Linked DNA regions of Ovis aries: region 1 is linked to region 2. The links are chromatin contacts, called in public Hi-C maps. All regions are on one chromosome and are shown on one strand. Each heading gives the region's core, a stretch centred on a gene start, on an enhancer-like site or on the middle of the called end of the contact. The rest is flanking DNA. Distances are from core to core; before and after follow the strand shown.

Region 1 (3,968 bases), core at 312-2,811, 120 kb after region 2:
TCATATGGTAATACAATTTGTTGTATGATTTTTAAAAGTAGTGTGCTTGTTACCATGCCAACAAATAATCTTTGAAAGAATGAGTTTTCTTCACAAATTTCAGTACATCTAAATGATACAATCACTGGGCATTTAGGTTTTCTTTTCTTTTTCTGCTATTTCAAATAACATTGAGATAAATATTATCTAATATGAATCTCTGCTTTCTTCACTGAGACTGCTATTTAATGTTCTCTAGAAAGTTTGTACCAATTTATGCTCTTTAACACAAGGGGATAAGACTATTTTGTTACATTGATGCCAATATTGAGTGACTTTTTCCCCCTCTCTTAATAGTGTCATATTTTTACCATTGACAGTGTTTCTATTTGTGAGGTTGGATATTAACAAACCTCTAAAAGAGATGGAAGCTTTTCCTGGGATTTAGAAACTAAGAATAAACAAAAATAGAAATGCCTTTGCTGCTGCTACTGCTAAGTCGCTTCAGCCGTGTCCAACTCTGTGCGACCCCATGGACAGCAGCCCACCAGGCTCCTCTGTCTACAGGATTCTCCAGGCAAGAATACTGGAGTGGGTTGCCATTTCCTTCTCCAAGAAATGCCTTTAGCTCCATTTAAATATATGCACTACTTTGAAGTACTTTATCCTATGTAAAGGTCTAAAACGGATTTACTTCTTTAGAGACCTAAAGGCCTGACAGCTGAACAGTATAACACAGGGGATAACAAGTGTTATCTCTGAGGTGTACTTGCCTGGGTTCTAATCCTGACCTTCCTTTGAGTTCTCTTAAGCAACCTACTCAGTTGCTCCAAGTTTTCATTTCCTTGTTTGTATGATGAGAGGCAGGGCAGAAACAGTAAAACCTCAAAAAAAATTAAGTAAGATTATTATATAAGATGCCAGGCATGTAAGGACTTGTTAGATATACATAACATGGTGTTTTCATTGAATATTGCTGTGTTGAAACCTAAAGTCCCTGGATTAATCCTCACGTTGTAAATCTTCATTCTGATATGAAAAGAAGGGGCAGCCCAGAAGGATCAAGACCCATCATGCTTTCAGGATTCAGGGGGACAGGTTTTCCTTGTCAAGGGATCCTGAAGGACTCCGCAGACTGACACACAACTTTCTTCTGAGCTCCCCCCCGTTTCTGTCTTCCCTGCACAGCTCTAATCCCTATTGCAGATGCTCCCATAATCCCTCAGTGCCCTTCTCGCCGCAGTTATTTTTTCATAGTGCGTTTGGGCCGAAAGAAGTACATTTATTAAGCGGTTTAATCAACTTAATAAGTAGGTAGGTCCTGATAAATGAGTAGCCATTTCATAAACCAAAGCAAAAACACATACTCTGAAAGGAAGAAAATAATTTTTTGTTAATTCTTAACAGCAGTGACTGGGAGATGTGATTGCTCTGTTGGACACTGTGCAGCTATTAGAACCTGATTGGTACTGGCTGCTGCCATCCTCATTTCTTGTTCCACGTTGAGTTTTGGGCAATACTTGATTTTTAACATAGCACACAAACTGCAGAGACGATGTCCCAGAAGGAACACAATGCCATCTAATGCTGAAACTGTGAACTACTTCAAGCTAGTGGTTCACGTGGTTTCTGGCTCTCTATCTATCTGTCTATAAAGGGGAGGGAAACAGTGACATTTGGCGTAGTTCTATATCTGTCTGTCTGCATGTCTGTCTACCTGGCTGTGTACTTCTAAATCAACTGGAACCCTAAGGTGCCTCTGGGCACAGTTTGGGAACCAGTGTGTGTTAGTCGCTCAGTTGTGTCCAACTCTTTGTGAACCTGCGGACTGTAGCCCGCCAGCCTCCTCTCTCCGTGGAATTCTCCAGGCCAGAATACCGAAATGGGTTACCCTTTCCTTTCCAGGACATCTTCCCAACCTAGGGATCGAACCCCGGTCCCCTGCGTTGCAGATAGATGGCTTACTGCCTGAGCTGCTAGGGAAGCCCAGAGCCCTGCTGTATTCCTACTTTCTGGATTTACTTCAGTTTTGTTTTGTTTTGTTTTGGCTACTCACTTTCTCTTGTTCTCTGGTTCTGTTTCTGTCTGGTTCTTGGTTCTGGCTGTCCCATTTCCTTCCTGTTTGCCCAGAGCCGCTCTCTACCTAGTCTCCATCAAGCAGCAGCAGTCTCTGGAGCTACTTGCGAGCCTTTACGGTCCCAGAGGTAGCCTGGGCGGTCCTCATGTGGTTTTGTTCTGGCTGTGGACCAGTCGCTGTGCTTGAGATCTTATGGGACTTCTTCATTTCACAGTTTGAGGGAGCTTCTTTCCTCCACAGGCCGCACAAGTGGAGTGCCAGTGTTGGCTTGTGTCTTTGGGTGTCTCTCTGTGGCCGTCTCCCTGTGGTGAGGGTGGGCACGCTCTCCTACCCAGACCTCCCAATTCTTACAGCAACAAAGACCTGGCCAGGCCACATCTTGTTGTCCCTGTTCTCGGCATGTCAATCCAGAAAATGCATCTGATGCGAAGGAGTGGTTAACTGTGGTCTCTGGATTAGACCTCTTGCTTTTGTATTCTAGGTTACCACTTTCTGCTCAATTTCCTGAAACTTTAGATTCCTCATCTGTAAAATGGAGATTAATAATAGGACTTACTTTGTATGAAAAATGAGAAAATGAAGTAAAATAAGATCTGGCGCCTCTTAGCACAATGCCTGACCTTAATAAGTATTATTAAAGCACTTGATAAATGTTAACTATTACTATTTTTTTTTCTGACAGTAACAATAAAATTTACTTTCAAGTATTCTGACTTTTGTTAGGAATAAAGAAACAAACCATTCACTTTTAAAATTTAATATCTTTTTACCAGTTAATGAAAGGGAAGTCAATATTAAAATGAAAAAATAATCTTATACTCACAACATTTGATTTATATAATTAAAGTACTCTAAATAGTAATCTAAATATTTTCATGACATAATAGGTTTATACTTTATGCATTTGACATTTTGCCTGTTTTAGAAATGATAAAACTGAGGCTTAGGAGATTATGTGAATTGCTGAAGATAATACAACATTTGCTGGAACCCACACCCAAACTCCAGATTTGTAATTTCAGTGCCAGTGCTCCTTGCTTTATTGTTTCCTTTAGTATTTAAAATGTTAAAAGACAGAGAGGAAGGAAGGAAGGAAAGGAAAACAAAGAGAAAGACTGTTATTCTCTCTGATTTTTCTAAGCAATGAAAATGTGCTGCTTTTGCTGTTTCTAGTACATTTGTTACAGTAGTTTTAATTTCGTGTAGAAGAATCACAAGTTTGGGGAAAAAAAATACTGCCAGTGCTTCATTAGAAACAAATCTGAGAAATTTATAAAGACGGTAACAAGGATCCTCTATGCGAGACAGCCAATGAGACACAGATGTATAGAACAGTCTTTTGGACTCTGTGGGAGAAGGCGAGGGCGGGATGATTTGAGAGAATAGCGTTGAAACATGTATATTATCCTATGTGAAACAGATCGCCGGTCCAGGTTTGAAGCGTGAGACAAGCTGCTCAGGACTGGTGCACTGGGATGATCCTGAGGGATGGGATGGGGAGGGAGGTGGGAGGGGAGTTCAGGTTGGGAAACACATGTATACCCGTGGCTGATTCATGTCAATGTATGGCAAAAACCAGTACAATATTGTAAAGTAATCAGCCTCCAATTAAAAAAAAAAAGAAATAATTCCGAGAGAGACAGTGCCTTGTGGTCTTAGTCAGACTGCATGTCAAAAACATCCTATTCATCCCTCAAACAATATAATGCAAGCATTTTTAAAGTTTAATATCCAGCTGACAGAAAAGTGCTTCAGAAAGACAAACAAGTGTTCACATGCCTAACCCTTTCACCCTCGCTACAGTCATTGCTGCCTAGCCACTTTCTGGGCACAGCGGTGTGGAAATACATCATCACTGTATAATTTTACACACAACAGAGAGAACATGCCATTATGGAACCAAATCTTAGCT
Region 2 (3,981 bases), core at 920-3,419:
AATGGAAACAGTGTCAGACTTTATTTTGGGGGGCTTCAAAATCACTGCAGATGGTGATTGCAGCCATGAAATTAAAAGACACTTACTCCTTGGAAGGAAAGTTATGACCAACCTAGATAGCATATTCAAAAGCAGAGACATTACTTTGCCAACAAAGGTCCGTCTAGTCAAGGCTATGGTTTTTCCAGTGGTCGTGTATGGATGTGAAAGTTGGACTGTGAAGAAAGCTGAGCGCCAAAGAATTGATGCTTTTGAACTGTGGTGTTGGAGAAGATTCTTGAGAGTCCCTTGGACTGCAAGGAGATCCAACCAGTCCATTCTAAAGGAGATCAGTCCTGGATGTTCATTGGAAGGACTGCTGCTAAAGCTGAAACTCCAATACTTTGGCCACCTCATGTGAAGAGTTGACTTGTTGGAAAAGACTCTGATGCTGGGAGGGATTGGGCGCAGGAGGAGAAGGGGACGACAGGATGAGATGGCTGGATGGCATCACAGACTCTATGGACAAGAGTTTGGGTGAACTCTGGGAGTTGGTGATGGACAGGGAGGCTTGGCCTGCTGCAATTCATGGGGTCACAAAGAGTCAGACACGACTGAGCGACTCAACTAACTGAACTGCTATAATTAATATAAATATTTTTAATAAAATTCAACAAAATTTTAAAGTATTCTTTTCACTACATATAGAAGTCTTAGTATTGAGAAGCCCAACAGTAAATACTGAGTGTGTAGTAGAAAGAAAAATTAGCTAAGTGAGTTTTCTGAGTTGATAGAGCTATAGTTGAAAACAAAAGTCCTTTTCAAGTATATTCTTTCTTTTCTTACCAATATATACTTTGTATTATACTTAGATTATATAGTGGATATTTTCCTATTCGTCCTGGTGCATTAGAGTTTAACATCAGCTCTCATTGTTCACAGTGTGATGTTTTTATATACTTTCTGCATGCTGTAAATGAACATACTAGCACTGTGCATGTATTAAAATCTCTAATTTTTCACATTATCTATTATAAAAGAAATTATAAATTGGTAGGAAAGGGGAGATGGAGAAGGAAATGGCAACCCACTCCAGTGTTCTTGCCTGGAGAATCCCAGGGATGGGGGAGCCTGGTGGGCTGCCATCTATGGGGTCGCACAGAATTGGGGACGAGTGAAGCGACTTAGCAGCAGCAGCAGGAAAGGGGAGAAGGCAGTCATTTAAGCTGATTTTTTAACAAAGGGGATTTGATACATTGTTTGAAAAAGGAAACAGCCTCAGATAGTAACTGACGAGCAGTCAGGTTTTTAGCCTTGAGCATCCTGTGAAAACCACGAGACCAACTCACCCAAGGTTCTCAGCAGTCGCTTGCGGGAGATGGTCACGTTCTCTTCGAAAGTATACCAAGAAATCTTCCCCTCCCCACTCGCTGCGGTTCCCAGTGACCTCTCTCTTCTGCAAAGCCTTAGGTTACCGAGTGACCGGCATCAACGCAGCCCTCCCTCGCGGTTCTGCCTTTCTTTCTTACAGGTAGTTGGATCAGTCCTGCCAAAGTTCCTACCATACCGCTGGCGTGGCCCCCACGTGCCATTTCAGGCCAGAGTGCAGTGTTTACTTGTAAGCAGCTACTTTTGTTGTGCAGCGCCTTTAGCAGTGAAGCCAGAGGCAGACTGCCAACGCTCCTAAAAGCCAGGGGTGGTAGGTGGTAGGTGGCGCGGCAGGAGAGCCCTCGCGTCCTCCCTGTGGCCGCCCCCTCCGTGGACTGGGAGGTGTTCAGAACCTGGGCGAGTCTCTCCGGCTGCCTCTTTCCGGAGAAGGATCTCCAGGCCTTAGTCCCGCACCGCTCCCGCCCACACCTTCAGGTGTGTATTCCCCGCCCTTAATTACTCTTCTAAAATTGATAGTTTGCACTTCTTGGCGAAGTGCAAGTGCAAACTGGGAAAGCGGAAGAGAAATGTATAATCATGGACATGGAGAACTAGGGGCGCACAGTCACACTTGCTTTAGTCTGCAGACCCAGTCAGTCGCAAACTCAGAAATAGAAACGTGTGCACCTTTCGGGCAGCAAAGTTGACTCCGCGTTCTTCGCAGCCTCGAGTTAAAAGCTGCGCTGGGAGAGCTGTGCCTGCTGGAAAGTTTGGACACGAACTACGCGAGAGGCCAGACGTTAGGGTTTCCGCGGGCCCGGCGATGTCTTCCAGAGCTTTTCAAGTGGGAAGAAAAGAGCGACAAAATGAAAATGCAACGTGTGGGGGTGGCCACCCGAGTCCCGCAAGCTGCCGGTCTCAGAGGTGAGCGCGGGAGCGGGTGCGGGGTGGGGAGCTGGAGTTGGAGGCCAGAGGGTCTCGGGCCGCGGGTGGGTTCTCTCCGGGTGGGGGGCGCTGGGAAGATGATGAATGGGAGGCTTGAGCTACCTTCCGCCCCCGCCCTGCAGACGGGGCTGGAAGTCCAACTAAATGGGGGAGGAGGAGCGCCGAGGGTCGGGGCTCGGGGGGCGTCGCGCCAGGTAAGGGAATGAGCCAGGGGGAGGGAGTCGGGAGGTGCAGGACTTGCTGACTTGTGCTACGTGGAGCCAGCAGAAAAGAAGGAGGCGGAGGAAGAAGGCGGCCGGCGTCGGCGCGGCTCCCGTGGCCCTCCCTCGGCGCCCCCTCCCCCGCCGCCCCTGCCAGCGCGCCAAAGCCGGAGCACTCCGGGCGGAGCGGCGGCAGACGCTCCCCGAGCCGCGACGCCCCTGTCCCCCTGCGGAGCCCGCCCGGGTGTCGGGCGGCCAGGGTCCCCCCCCCCGCTGCTGAGCCCTTCCCGGCCTCCCGGCCGCGCTCGGGACCCCGGCGGGGTGGGCGCAGGGGGCGGCCCCGCTCCGGGCGACGGCCGAGGGGCGGGCGGAGGGCCGGGCTCGGCGGGCCGCGGGGCGGGGGCTGCGGGGATTGACCGCGCAGCCTGAGGCCAGCCTGGGGGCGGCGGGAGCCGGACGCGAGGCGGCGGCGGGCGCAGGTAAAGGCGCGGGCGCGGCGCGGGCAGACGGTACCCTCTGAGCGCAGAGCCTGCGGCCGCCGGGTCCCTTCCGCGGCCAAAGGGCGCCCCGGGATCGCGCTTCCCGGCAGCAGACGCGCTTTGTGGCTGTGGGTGCGTGTGTTTGTGCGTGTGTTTGTGTGTGTGTGTATACGCGCGCGCCTGTGCCGGGTGTGGGTGCGTGTCTATGCCCGCGGGCCAGCCTGTAGGAGCGAGGCGCTGCCGGCCTCCCCAACCAGTTGACCGAGCCCCGGGAGAGCAGTTGCGGCAGCCGCCCGGGGTCCCCGCCCTCCGGTCCCCAGCGCGCTCCGGGGCCCACGCTGTGCGCTGTGCCTGCGATCGGGACCCGCCCAAGTGACACGTAGGTGGTCCCCGCTTACCTGGGACTGGGTGGGGGCACAAGAAGGCAGGCGGGGGGCGCTCTACGACCTCCCCAAGCCGTGTCCGGGTGGCCTTGGGCCGCCGGGGGTCCTCGCGCCCCGCAGCGCCGGGCTCCCGCACCACTTGCTTCTCACCCCCACTCAGCCGTCTCTCCCGGCTGAGGACTTAAAGCTTAAGTTTCTGCTCACCCGCCTAATAAACACGTTTATCAAGTAACTGGGAAGTCTAAAGCAAGGGAGGGACCTGGCTTTGAGTTGGTGGTTTTGAAATCGACGGGCTACTTGTGTGTGTGTGTGTGTGTGTGTGTGTGTGTGTGTGTGTGTGTAGGACGAGTTTGTCGTGAATGGATTTACCATTTATTCTGGTTTTCTTTGCTGCCATTTGGACTTCGATGTGTAAGAATGACGGTATCCAGGACTTGCTGCTGCCTTCACTCTGGGGCCTGAGATTCCTGCTCTCTGCTGCTACTTCTCTTTCTTTTCCTTTTTGTTGAAATCTATGGAGTTTTTGTAAACGTGGGTTTCCAGTGAGAGCTGGCTTGTTAAAGTTTCACTGTGAACGCGTTGTTTTCTATTGGAATAAACACATATTTACAAACATGAATCTTGAAA

Evidence for each region. A called contact is a pair of places that touch in the nucleus more often than the background predicts.
Region 1: a Hi-C map of hypothalamus shows a contact between it and region 2, with 2.5 times the contacts expected there. The contact joins the enhancer-like site here to the promoter of LPAR1 in region 2. A contact is called at or near these places in 3 of 16 Hi-C or Micro-C datasets (hypothalamus, skin fibroblasts and tail adipose tissue).

What each region holds. Positions count from the first base shown.
Region 1 is chr2:12,500,255-12,504,222 of ARS-UI_Ramb_v3.0, forward strand. The region is part of intron 3 of LPAR1 (lysophosphatidic acid receptor 1); the gene reads left to right. Among named protein-coding and RNA genes, the nearest start is that of TRNAS-GGA, 83 kb to the left of the region's middle. Within about 2 kb of position 1,562, at least 8 of the 54 cell types and tissues checked have an H3K27ac peak or open chromatin away from gene starts, as enhancers often do. A contact at or near this core is called in hypothalamus, where this site is marked.
Region 2 is chr2:12,382,584-12,386,564 of ARS-UI_Ramb_v3.0, forward strand. LPAR1 (lysophosphatidic acid receptor 1) reads left to right here and starts at 2,170. Exons shown (of 5, transcript NM_001009332.1): 1 at 2,170-2,271. LOC114112928 (a long non-coding RNA gene) reads right to left here and starts at 3,537. Exons shown (of 3, transcript XR_009599117.1): 1 at 3,370-3,537; 2 at 2,035-2,183.